Linked DNA regions of Rattus norvegicus: region 1 is linked to region 2. A link is a contact called in public Hi-C data. All regions are on one chromosome and are shown on one strand. The core of a region is the stretch at or near the end of the contact, and the rest is flanking DNA. Distances in the headings are between cores, read along the strand shown.

The links. A called contact is a pair of places that touch in the nucleus more often than the background predicts.
Region 1: a Hi-C map of frontal cortex shows a contact between it and region 2, with 3 times the contacts expected there. The contact joins two enhancer-like sites. A contact is called at or near these places in 3 of 12 Hi-C or Micro-C datasets (Schwann cells, frontal cortex and psoas muscle) and 1 of 1 datasets of contacts at active chromatin or transcription factors (oligodendrocytes).

What each region holds. Positions count from the first base shown.
Region 1 is chr3:49,741,124-49,747,286 of GRCr8, reverse strand. All of the region lies in intron 2 of Zeb2 (zinc finger E-box binding homeobox 2), which reads left to right. Among named protein-coding and RNA genes, the nearest start is that of Zeb2-as1, 8.3 kb to the left of the region's middle. Within about 2 kb of position 2,581, at least 37 of the 93 cell types and tissues checked have an H3K27ac peak or open chromatin away from gene starts, as enhancers often do.
Region 2 is chr3:49,177,585-49,184,753 of GRCr8, reverse strand. Gtdc1 (glycosyltransferase-like domain containing 1) reads left to right here. Exons shown (of 11, transcript NM_001393689.1): 9 at 1,750-1,820; 10 at 2,521-2,612. LOC134486357 (a long non-coding RNA gene) reads right to left here. Exons shown (of 2, transcript XR_010065179.1): 2 at 3,503-3,825. Among named protein-coding and RNA genes, the nearest start is that of Gtdc1, 390 kb to the left of the region's middle. Within about 2 kb of position 1,618, at least 11 of the 93 cell types and tissues checked have an H3K27ac peak or open chromatin away from gene starts, as enhancers often do.

The DNA of each region.
Region 1 (6,163 bases), core at 1,332-3,831, 560 kb before region 2:
GCTCTTTTGCACTTCTTTAAAAGGAGTTGGAGGTTCTGTTAGTGATGCTGAGAGGCAATGAGGAATGGAGACGCTGCTCTCATTGCAGGGGTGCTTAAATGGAAAGAAAGGCGACTGCAATCAAACAACCCCTTCTCAGGATGGGGTTTCCACCTCCCCTCCCTCAGAGGGGAAGTTGGGATGGGCAGCTGGAAGTGACAGACCCCCTATACACACCAAAGCAGGATGGTGGCCTTCAGGTTATAATTGGTCACAACTTACCTATCTTTGCAACTGTGGGAATCTTTAGCAAGTCGCTTTCCTAAAGTTGGTGAGCTTGCTGTAGGGAGCCTGTTTCTTTGCTTTTTCAGGCTGTCTGTGCGGCAGGTACCAACTCTGAGGGTACTCCAGAGAGATCCATCTCCGTCCTGTTCTCTCCGTGGAGATACTGCACACACAAGGCTGGGGGCTATGTATCTAGACTGATCTATTTGTTTTATTTTGGTTTGGGGAAAAAAAAAAAGAAAAACTATGCCAATTGGGGTAGACACGTGCTTTGCTTCCCAGCAGAGCCAGCAGCTAGCCCGGTGGCATCCATGCTGTGGCGGTCCACCAGGGGTAGGGGTAGGCTTCAGGTTTTAAACTTTGTAATGTTGCTCTGTTGTCAAGTAAAAAATGATTTCACATCGTTTAGCATTTATTTTCAAATGTGGCAAAAGCCTAGCCTACAGTTCCCTGTCAAACTGCTCTGTCATAGAGTCTGGATTCTTCCCTTCATTCTCTCTTTCTTAATTTGCTTAAAGAAAATTACAAGAGGTTATTCAAGACTCTAATGCCATATTTTCCTGGGATGGGGGTAGGGGTGTGTGCTTCCCTTGAAGGTAGGAAAGAAGGCTGCTGTTAGCTTTCTAACAGGGGCGTAATTATTCTGGGGGTGGGGGGGTTCTCCTTACAACTCTCTTTGTCATCTGCGTTCTTCCAAGGCTCTGAAGGTGCTTTTTCTCTATGTGAAAGGAGATTCTTTGTCCTATTCCTCGTCAACATTGTGGCTTCCCAAGGTAGACACTATTTTGTGCCTGTCACAGAGAGAGGGAGTGCAGGTTTGCAATGCTCACAGACAATTGATTGTCTGCGCTAATGTGTTTCATTTACATGTTTATAACGTCAATGGTGCTGGGTGTCCACTGTACCATTCATTCCCGCATTCCCACAAGGGGGCAATTGTCTGAATGGCCAAGTCAGACACCTTTTTGATTGCTCTTTGCTTGTCTTTTTAGAGCAAGGAGATAAAGGAGGAAAATCTGTGATGCAGAAACACTAGTTGAAAATATACAAAATGTCAGTACAAAAGCAGATGTTAACATAAGCCCAAATATGCTTTTTAGCCAAGATGTGAATGTTGAAGAATAGAGAGCAGAGCAGAGGAAAGGGTGACTCAAAACCAATAAATGCAGCCCCATTTCTTTAGTTCCCTTTCTTCTTAAACAACCAGAAGATGAAATGTGATTTTTTTTCTTTTAAATTTTTCGAGCTTTGGAACATCCAGGACCCTCCTTGGTGTTAGTGTGTTTGCTGTGACTTGTGAGTTTTGTATATATTTATATAGATCTGTTTGGGCCAACCACATCAGGTTACCACTTGGGAAAATCTACTGAATGACTATTTGGGCAGTAGGGAGTGTAAACTTTTAGAAGTAAGATGTGAGGATTTCTCCATAAGCAGGTTTTAAAGGAAGACGACAATAACCATCAGGCTGTAAGAAGCCTTGTCTTCACAAGCTGTATGCTAGATAGTTTTATCTTGGGTGACAGTTGTATCAGAACTAAAGCTCTGAGAAAAGGTGTAACTAGTAATTACAAAGTAAATAATTTCATTTTAAGATGTTCTGTTCTCTCTCCTTCCCTCCCCTTTCCCTCCCTCCCTCCCCCCACTCTCTCTCTCTCTCTCTCTCTCTCTCTCTCTCTGTGGGGTGTGTGTGTGTGTGTGTGTGTGTGTGTGTGTGTGTGTTTGGGTGCATGTGCTTATGTGTGTGCATGTGTGTTGTGTTGTGTTTCCTGTCAGGGTGCTGACAGGAAAAGCCATCCATGCATGTGTCTTCTAGAGTTCTCTCCTCTCCACTTTCTCCTGTATATCACAAATCTATGTAACCCACACCTATTTTAAAAATTATTTCACAGATCGCAGAGTGGCTTCCTGGTTCATTTATGTAATACTATCATCATTAGAAGTTGGTTTGATTTTCTGTGTGGTCCAGGAGGAGAGAAAATCCTAACTGTTGTATATTGTGGTGGGGGTGCTTTTTATAATTTTGTAACAAATTAGGGGAAAAAGAAATGGCCAGTCAGTAGGAGGTTTGGCTTTTTTTTTTTTTTTTTTTTTTTTTTTTTTTTGCCTCTCTGGGAAGACACACAGTAGCTGCACCGTTAGCTGAACCCCTGACACGGCGGTCTTTTGAATGCCTTAGGTATGATTTCACTTTCGCTCACATCAATGCTGACCTGAATGCCTTTCATATCTGATCCGCTGTGTCTCTCCCAGTAAACATCCCCTGAGGGGAGAACAAAGAAAGAGCTCTTCTTCTTCTTAATCACAATTCAGCCCTTTCACCGCCGGCAGGCTCCATTTGCATTCTGCCACAGAAAGCCAAGATGAAAAGAGAGAGAGAGAGAGAGAGAGAGAGAGAGAGAGAGAGAGAGAGAGAGGCAGAGGGTAGTGGTTGAGTAAAGTAACTTAGGTGTTTGTGGCTGTTTGTTGGGCCTTCTCCTAGTTACCAGCCTTATATAGTTGATGCTCAACCCTGCCTGCCCCTCCTGACAGGCATATAGTGTTACAAGATGGCATGTCTGTACTATTCATGGCCACCACTCCACTTGAGGTAAAAAGTGTAAGAGAGGGATTGAATTCTAGCCCAGACGCCTGTTAGATTTGGGGTCAGGTGTGCAGACTTCCCACTCTTGAATGCTACTTACAATTTGGCCTTAATAACTATGATTGTTCACCATATGACCTAGGAGGTGGGTGCACTGGAGGGTGGGCGGGAAGGGGCGGGCTTGGAGACCCAGCCCTGGTCTGGCTGCAGGGGCTGATGCCTGAACACCGATGGGGGAAAAAATCCTCAGGAAAACTGGAAAAGACTTTCCCATTCCCCCCCACCCTGACTTTTTATGATAATTCATATTTTCAAATGAAAGGGGAAAAAAGCCAAGAAAGAAACTCTCAAATGAGCCAAAAAGGAAAAAAAAATCTCTGAAAAGAATTTTAGGGGGAAAAGTTGTTCTATTTTAAAAAGCTTTGAGGGCTGTAAAGTGCCACGCTTTCACACCTTCTCCATACTTTTTTTTTCAGATTTTTTTAGTATGTTTAACATTTGTGAGATGACAGCCTTTTTGTATCTCAAACTGGATGCTTCAGGATTTGTAGGGAGGGGCTGGTGGTATTCACGTTTTTCTTGACAGAGAAAGTTTGTGCCTAAAGGGCTCCTTCTTGCTGGGAATTGTTTAAACCCTCGTGGGCGGACCTGTCAGGTTTTCCTGTGTCGTTTGCCTCCATTTTCAACAGGCAAAAGTAACAAGCAGTCGAAGACACTGGAGCAGGACCACAGCCATCCAGGTCCCTCTCGTGACAACTTTGCAGCACATTATCTTGCTATAGACTTGTCTGTCCCCCCTCTTCTAAAACCATTTTTAAGATACCAACAGCTCTTCCTCAGCAATTAGATCACACACACACACACACACACACACACACACACACACACACACAACTTTAGACATATGAGCTTTGCAAAAGAAGAGAGGACCTGTTTGTTATTGGGTAGCTGTTCCAACACCTATGTGGTATATGTCACTTATGAAAGCAGCAGGAATGGACACATTAGGAATTGTACATGGCATGTGACACGGATTCCTAATCCCCCCACCCCTTTTTCCCAGAAGATTTACAGAATTTACAAAAAGAGATTAGCTACACCTTCCACCCCTCCTATCCACCCTCCTATCCACCCCCATGACTCAAGCAATGAAGGATTTAGGCAGATTTACTTCAGTAAACACCTTTGGACACTGGGGGTGGGGGGGGTGAGAGTCTGTTTGCAAAAGGAGGCTTTTGTTAAGTGAGGTACCAGGCAGCTGTGATATTAACCTACCCAGCAATGCGGGTTAACTCTTTGAGTGCCTGGCCCTTTGCAGTCAGCACATGAAATCCTGGCTCTCACAGTTTATTATTCAGACAAGTCTTGTAGACATGAAAACTGTTCAAGCTTTTAAAACAATGTGGTTTAATTAGATGAGGTGGGCTTACATTGCTCATAAGCCCTCCAAATGGTGGTTTATAATTGGCAAGGAAAAAAAAATAGAGAAAGGGGAGTCAAGGCAGCACATTAAATATTCCAAGAAATATCTTTAGAAAAGCTATTTTCATTTCTAGCTTTTAAAATATTAGACTTCGGTCGCTAGAGGGAATGAAGCAGCTGGGGTCTCTCTCCTCACTGTGAGAGATACCAGAAGTTTATGAGGAAGAAGCAGGCTTCAACTTGAAAAGCTGCAAAGGCCAATAGGACGGTGACATTATCTTAGTCGTAGCATCCTCAGAAGGGGGAAGTCTTGCCTATCTGTCAGAGCTAGAGAGGTCATGTGAACCGCAGAGTCAGGCCCTCAGGCACCCGCCCCGTTACCAGCTTGAGACTTTCCAAAGCAAGCAGAGAGGTTTTTATGAGGAAGGAGTTAATGGTTATTTTTTGTTGGGCACAAGAATAACTTTACAGGTGTTGCATTTGGGCTTAAATAAGATCGCCTTTTTTAGTTTCAAAGGGAGTGTAGGTGTCAACGTTCGAGCAGCCATAAATGTGTGAGAAAGTAAAGGGTATGAGACATGACAGAATTAAAGGTGTTTGCTATGTTGTTACACCGTGTGTCAGGCTGCAAGCTCCCTTTGTCACAGCCTCCTGGTGATTTGACAGCGCAGATCTACTTCCCTTCTAGGTGAGACAGCATTTTTAAACTGGAGTTATAAATACGGTACACCCTTTGGGTTGCACCCTGTGTCCTAGATCCATGAATCCTATTTGAAATATCTTGCCCTAAGACACAATGAACAAACACCCATACACAAGGGGGCTGTGGGCTAGGGCCTGCACGGTGCCAGCGTCACAGTAGCTGGCTTTGACTGTTGTTTGGCAAGAAGATCCTCTGCCAAATCATCCAATAATTAAGTTTTATGTTATTTGTATGAACGACCAAGCATGCAGTATTCCTTTTCAAAGCAAAAGGAGGCTTACAATTACTTTTTGAACACTTTCAGAGCATGGTCAGGTCACAGTTTGGGGGCTGAATTAAAATGATCTCATTCATGATCTAATTGAGGCTGGCACAACCTTACAGCAGAAGCAGGACTACATAAATATAAATCAAAGACCAAAATTTAGCAAATCATATCATTTGCTAGAAATCTGCTCATGAATTATTCTCCAATTGCCAACCCAGAAGTTAAACTTTGTCTCTTCTGAGCAACAGTAACTGTAGGTTTTTTTGGGGTTTTTTTGTTTTGTTTTGTTTTGTTTTGTTTTTTTGTTTTTTGTTTTTTGTTTTTTTTTTTTTTTAAGGCTTCTGACAGGAAAGTTACAGGAGCTGAATAGAGAAAGGAGAAGGAAGATGACCCATGTTTCCTCAGATAACCGTGTGTTTGTGACCCAAGAAAGTATGAGAGCCGATAAAGACATGCCCAGTAACAGTTGGGCACCACAGACTTGCTTAGACATTAGCATGGGGCTTCAGAAGCCTGCCTCAGAGAAGCAAGTGCTCTGACACGCAGGGTAGGGAGGAGAAAGCATGTCCAACGGGACCTGACTGAAACTTTGCTTTCATTTTTCGTCTGAGGGACAGAATCATCAGAATGATTCACCAGTGCTCGAAATTATTTCTCTGGCGGAGCCAAGTTGAAACACTGAGGCTTGAAGCTGTCATTTTGGTGACATAGATGAGATGGGACTATTACGCTACATACTCAAGTTGTAGCTCCTATTTTAACTACAAAGTCATGACTCAGATAGCTTCCCAATCAGTAGGTCAAAGAATACATCCTACCGTAACTACCACTTGGGGGGGGTTCTCCTTCATTTTTGTATATCTGGGCATCATTTTAGTTTTGTCCCCCCACATTCTAACGTAAACTCGGAGAGGTTGGAGAT
Region 2 (7,169 bases), core at 369-2,868:
CCCAAGCTAAATATTAACACTAGTATTTTAACAAGTCAAAACCAGCCAAGAGATTGTTCTGATTGTTTAACGAGTTAGAACCTTAAATATGAATTAGATTATTTGCAAATAAAAACAAAAATCTAGGTTGTTGTTATTGCTGTTTAAGTTTCCCTCTTACATCAAACAATGCTGTTCATGACTTACTATGTGATATTTTATTGTAGAGGCGTTTTGGACACAGTGTGGGACATACTCATACGCTGACTCAAATGTAAATCAGCCTGTGATTTTTCTCTTTGGATATACAATAATTCAAATGCATTATTAAAAAGCAGATAATCTGCACTTTCTGAAATGCCAGCGACTTTACTCTTAATTTTATGTAATTATGAGAGAATGTTCATATGTATCTGCTTTTCCGTTGGCACAGCGTTTTAAAACTGAGTGACTTCAGGCACTGTGCTTTTTTTTCTTTGGTTTGTGAAGTGCATCAGAGGTTGACATGCTCAAGCGTTTATTTTTATGATTTTTACTACAGCACAGTGTAATTTATAGCTGTGCTTATAATACTTACACGTTTAAGAAAGGGTCAGATAGCCTGTCTTCTGAAGTTGATAGTTGGTAACTAAAACCTTTGCATTTCTATTGTGTTTTATAACAACTTAGTACTTTCCAAAAACTGTAGCTCAAAGTGAATACTTTCTCTTTAAACTAATTTCAGTGTAACATAAAAAAAAATAGGGAAACCATCACCCACTTAAAAACAGTTTAAATTGCATGTACTCTGTCACTGTAAATAAACAAGGTAAACATTGACATGACTTCAGATCATTCTTGGACTGAAAAAATTCTGCAGTTCAAAATAAATTCCGCCTTTGGTCAACATTTTGGATGCAATTCAAAGTTTCTCATAAAATAAACATATTTTAAAGAGTGTTTTGAATTTCACTGCATAATATCTAGCCAACAGAAATGACAGTGGTATATTCCAGGTTTATGATACGTCGGATCAATACCATCATGCAAACCTAGCAGACTGCAGGGGGATGCCTTTCCTCTGCGTAGCCCCCACCACAGGGACAGGAGGAGACCTTCCAGACACAGTCCCTAGGAAAACTCGCAACTTCGTGGTTGTTTAGGAGCGAAACTATTCTCTTCTGATAAAATAGAAAGTAAGCTGATTTTAGTCAGAAAAGCAAAATGTTCATTAAAATGATCTGAACAAGAGTTTTTCCACAATTGGAGTTTTACATCTGCATAATAACAAATTGTTTCCAAGCATGAGCCTGAACTGAAAATGCCCATCACAACAGATTGTAAATTTTTTTTCTGCTGCTTTAAAAGAGCCTCGATCATTTCTACGGCTTCCCTGCTAAAGTATTTTGCTATTTTATTTAAACATTTTTTGAAAAGTGAACATTCTGGGACTTCGCAGCATTATTAAGAAAAGCTGTCCATACTTCCCATGTTGTTGAATATGTTTATCTGCTGATTATAAAATGTGTTAAACAGTATTTTAGAAACAACAAAAATGCAGAGCTGCGCTTTGATTACTTCAGTGAACAAAGCATATGCTGGCGGCTCTGCCCCATGGAAGTCGGGTATGGTCAATAGACTCTCGCAAAGAGCAGCTCTGGCATCGAGGAGGAGAGGGCCGCCCAGGATGCTGGTCCCGTGAGCTCTGGGCTCTCACTGCTCTCTTAGACAGATCCTTCTGACTGTGGTGCTCATGCCTGCTGCCCTGTCCTCTTTCTCACATTTCTGCAGGTTGGAAGCTGTGTACTGTGGCTGTTACCCACTCTGTCCCAAAGACTTGGTTTATCCTGAAATCTTTCCAGGTAGCCGCTTTCATGTGCTTTTTCTTTGTTGTGATTTAATACAGGATTCATGCTAAACTAAGAGTTTGAAAATAAACTTAAGTAGGAGCAGTTGTTTATTCGGCAAGTCAACATGTTAGTGTTAAGGAGAGTTTATGTGTTTTAATACATTAGAGTAAGCTTATATTTACCATCTGTTCTTTTAAGATAACAAAAAAAGCAAGTTTTCAAATAGCATTCTTTATTGTTAGCATACACATCTCATAATGACGGATTTTTATAAGCAGGTCAGTACTGCTGCAATTGCTAACAGATTTTTTTTTAATGATATACACAGAGAAAATTCAAGGATTGGAAGTCATACCAAATTCTTTAAACAATTGACTAGTTAATAATATGCAACTGTTGTACAGGGTACATACAGCTACAGTACTGGGTCTTTGAAAAAATCTCATCACTAAATATATCACATATGCATTGTGCTGCATTAGAATAATGTATTTTAATCACCCAGAGGAGATGTCTAAACAGCACAACTACACAGTCTTATTTAGCATTAAACATCCTTGTGAGCTGAGGTAACCTTATAAAATCATGCTTAAATAATGTAAAACATGAGGCGGCACAGAGCAATATGCATTTTTAATTAGTAAAGTGACTAATATCGAGTGTGTGCTTTGAGGTTTTTGTTTCATTAAAAATGTATCTGTTTTTCCTGCAGCTGAGTATCTGTATTCCACACCTGAACAGCTTTCAAAAAGGCTCAAGAGTTTCTGTGAGAGACCAGACATTATAAGAAAACATCTTTATAAGGTAGCTATTGAGAAGAAATTTACGTGATAGAAATGCCACATTTAAGTACAAAGAAATTTTTTTTTAAAAAATCTAATTACCATACTAATGTTTAAAGGAAACAGGCTAGGGAGGGTACTGGTTCTTACACTAACAAGGATTAATTAAACTGGATGCCAGTTGTATTAACCTAGGTCTTAGGAAATACGTGCACTTCATGCACAGAACATGCTTTCTTTTTAATTTATTGTTTTCTAAGATGACTGTCCTGTACATTTAGCCTCAAGAGGCTTATAAAAATGAACCTGGATTAATGTAACTCATTAGCTTAAAAGGAAGTAAAAGAAAGAGTCCACAATTATACTAATAAGAATAAGCCTTTCTTCCCATCATAATGAAATCTTAAGTCCTCGAAAATTTAGCTAAATGACATTAGTGAAATTTGCTGTTGGTTTTTGAACTACTATAAAGACACCTTTCAAAAGTTGAATTCCCTTCGTCCTGTTTAAAATGAGACATTAAAAATTCTGTTTATTTAGAGTCGGGTCCATGGGTCTTAGCTGAAAGCGTCAAGGCAAATGGGTCATATAAACAGTACCATCAGCCGTCACCTCTCCCTTACCTGAGTCCAGCCGCTAACACTGACGAAACAGCACGGAGAGCCCGGAGAGCCCCTAACAGTATAAGGAACTGAAGTAGGCTCTGCTTTCCAGGTCAGAGGGAGCTCCAGGCCATGAATAATTCACCTTTTGATGTCTTTGACCATAGTGTCTTCATTTTTCATAAGACTAATGTGGTTTATAATCTAGTACTTTGATAATCCAGAAACTTGTAATTTCTTTGTTAATATATAACCTTCCTGCCTTTTCTCTCCCTTGTTTCAAGGCCTAAAATACATGTTTACATAGTGCTACATGAAAACATGACTTTATTTCTCCAGGAAACAGTTAAACTTCAGCAAAAAGGGAGAGAACCAAAAATGCAATTTAACACCCAATTTCAAGCTCATTATCTTTCATTGTCTATTAACTTGGCGATGGTTCAGAAGGTAGCTCATGATGGTTTAAAATGCTGACTGCACACTTCCAGGCTTCAGCGAGGCTCCCACAGTGGATACTGTTGCATCGTGCACAGGAAGCCTCCAAGAGTCGAGGCCTCCACGGTTTGCCAGTGTGCGCTCCTTCCACAGTTCAGACGCGCTTTGGTTCACATACAGCATGCCTCGTTCAGTCCCCTGTGGGATAGGCAGGCAGAACATGAAGGTTATGAAAGTTAAGGAAGCAAAAGTTCTGGCCTAAGTAGATCCATGCTATAGTCGTGATGTGAACCTACTTCATTAAGTTCACAGCTAAAATACCAATTTTTTGTTATGCTTCAGAAAAATTTTTGATAAAATGTTTACAGATATGTTGTGCCATCAAATGTATTTGTTTCAATGTTGGTTAGGGTCGAGCCCTATTAGCCCTGTTTCCCTACATCTGAGCCTTCACAAGTCCTGAAACAATTTTCTGCAGTTCGAAAGGAAACAGATTTCTAGCTGACCTTTTTCAATAGAATTACCACCCTTCTGGGATATAGTGTTTATTTTACAAATAAATAGAAAAAAACCTGAAGGAATGTTAGCTTGGTGTATGATGTTAATATACAAAATTCTTCACGTACTTAAAAAAATAACTCATACTTGAACTGCTACATTTTAGCCCTGATGGAAAGTTCTAGTCTTCACATGATAAACCCTGCAACTCAATGTTTTATAAATTACTAATCTGTAAGAATTTACACATATATTTTTGCAATATACTTTAATTTTAAAATCTATGATACACCTTCATGTATGTCCTCATTGATAGATATTAGTGATAATTGTATCAAAAATTATTCTCCAAATGTAAAGAGGTGTATCTAAAATCATAAGTAGTTGAGAGCTTTAAGACAAATGGCCCATTATGAGGCACTAGATTAAAAACGCTAGGAATGGTCTCAGGTTTGGTTCTTTAGTTACACAGGTCATACAAGTAAGAATGAATTGACCAAAAGACCCTGGATCCCAGTGGTGGCTTCAGTGCTGCCCTTCTGTTCCTGTCCATTCACAGGTAGCTTTGCTCTCTCTGGTAAGAGAGACTCAGTCCCCTGCAGAGCAGCCTCCATTACTTAACTTAGGCAAGGACTTTTTAAAGTCTTTTCTTTTCTCTTCTTTCTTTTATTTCCTGCCATTGGACAGCTCTGGACAGATTGTCACTGGATTCCTCAATTTCTTTCTTTTATGGTTTACATCTTTTCTTATTGTTAAAGGTTGGTGTTTAAAGCTTTTCGGGCTTTGTACCTTATAGAGTTTATCTTGGCATAGACTTTTTCATGTGGGGTCACACTTAGAAGGTTAATGACAGGGGTAAAGCTATTAATATATAATTTCTTATATGAATTATCTTATAATTTCATATAATAAGTAATATTTTATATAAGAAAATGCTAAGTTTAGGTACAGTTATCACTGATATCTAAGAAAGTACTAATTTCCTTATCTGAAGCATTACACATCAATATGATTGAGAGGTGGGGCTATCAGTTGCAGCAGGATTTGAAGCAGAACTGATTTACTCTTGGTGTTTCTCAAAATGACTTCCTGCATTAGAACCCTATGACCTTTTCACCTGAATGATTTAGGCCATACCTCCATACATATGTATGTATCTGTGTGTGTGTATGTATGAATGTATATGTGTGTGCATGTAGTATGTATATATATTTATCTGTCTCCCTGTCTGTCTGTCTGTCTGTCTCTCTCTCTCTCTGTGTCTGTCTTCTCTCTCTCTCTCTCTGTGTGTCTGTGTTCTCTCTCTCTCTCTCTCTCTCTCTCTCTCTCTCTCTCTCTCTGACACACACACACAGACATACAAAATCATTGAATACATGTAAAACATAAATGTTTTTTAATAATCTTAAAATCTAAAACATTTTTATTGCTTTAAAAGGCCTAAAAACCACTTTTTTTAAAAGTTTACATGTATGAATTCCATACAGGTTTTGACTATAACTTTTTCCTAGCATTAAGCTGTGTCTTGCTCCAGGTACCAAATTACAGTAACCATATACTTCCATAAGGAAAAAAGTTTAATTTCTCTCACAGTAAGAGCCCCTCTAGACCACTCAGCTACTGTAAACAGATTTCTAGTATGACAGACAGGTAGATTGACTTTTACAGTACCAGCTGTATCCTTTCTACAAGCAAGTCTGGACCTTTGCCTCTCTTTTAACCTGTGAGTCACTTCAGTACTCTAATAGCTGTGTGAGACTAGCACTTTTTGCTTTTAAATAACTTTTCTTCCTCTTATTTTAAAACGCTTTGAAAAAAGAGATGGCCCCTTATGATGAGTATTGCAAATAGAACAGGAGCATGCTAGAGCTGGTATGTGAGGTGGACATCACCTGAAGACATCATGTGTACCCTGTTCTTCACTTGTTTTGACTTACAACCTGAGTAATGGGTTGTGAGCATAGGTGGTATGTGCAAATGTGTATGTCTGTGTGTATCTGTGCTTGCACATGTGCACATGTACCTGTGCAAGTGTCTGTGTGTGTATGTATGTATCTTCATGGGTGTGTACATGTGTCTGTATGTATATGTGTGTATGTTTTTTGTGTCTATATATGTGTATCTGCATGTGTCTGTGTGTGCATGTGTGTGTGTATGCATGTGTGTGTGCACATGCGCGTGCGTGTGCGTGTGTGTGTGTGTGTGTGTGTGTGTGTGTGTCTACATTTGTATGTTTTTGTGGGTGTTTGTATTTCAGGGAAAAGGAAAACTGAATCTTCTTACTTTTTGAGAGTGGCCTGTAGTTTAAGGTTTTCAGAAGGTAACTGATTTATACTCTGTCCTTTTTAAGTTTTCAACAGTTGAGACCTATAAAATCTATTATTTGAAGGAAAGAATTTTCAGATTTTTGTCTAAAACTAACTCCAAACAGTAATTATGCTTACAAAGCAGACTCGATGCCCAGAAAAGCCATTTGCAGTTGTCTTAATTCTGTCAAGCTCCAGCCATCCAAACCACAGCCATGCTGCTTCTAAGTTCTCGTCAAGAGATGGTCATATTTTTAATTTGAGTCTATAGTCTAACTATGGACAAGGTGTTTCCCAGCACTGTTAGCACTATTCTGAAGTCTTGCTTTTTCCTTAGAAAACGCAAAGGTCTATAGTGTTATCTTAAAGACTTAGAAAATCTCTGAGCACCAAGTAATCTGTAATGCCAAGTCTCAGTCTTAAGCTCTTTCTCTCCTTTTTCCTATTTCCCATCTACTGTTATTCTCCATCTACTCTCCCCTCGCCTCTTCCCTCCCGTCCCCTCTCCCCTCTTCTCCCCTTCCCACCTCTCCTCTCCTCTGTTTTGGCCAGTTCACCTTTCTCCATAGGTAGGTTCTTGGCCTGTGGGTTACTCATGTGCAGTTCTGGATTTTTTTTTCAACCGTAATAGCATTTGCCTGAGCAAGTGCCCTAATGAAATCATGAATGAACCCCATTTGGGAATGGAAGCAGCTTATGAACCCCGTGTCCTAGTGAAAGCGTTTGTCTCGTTGTCCT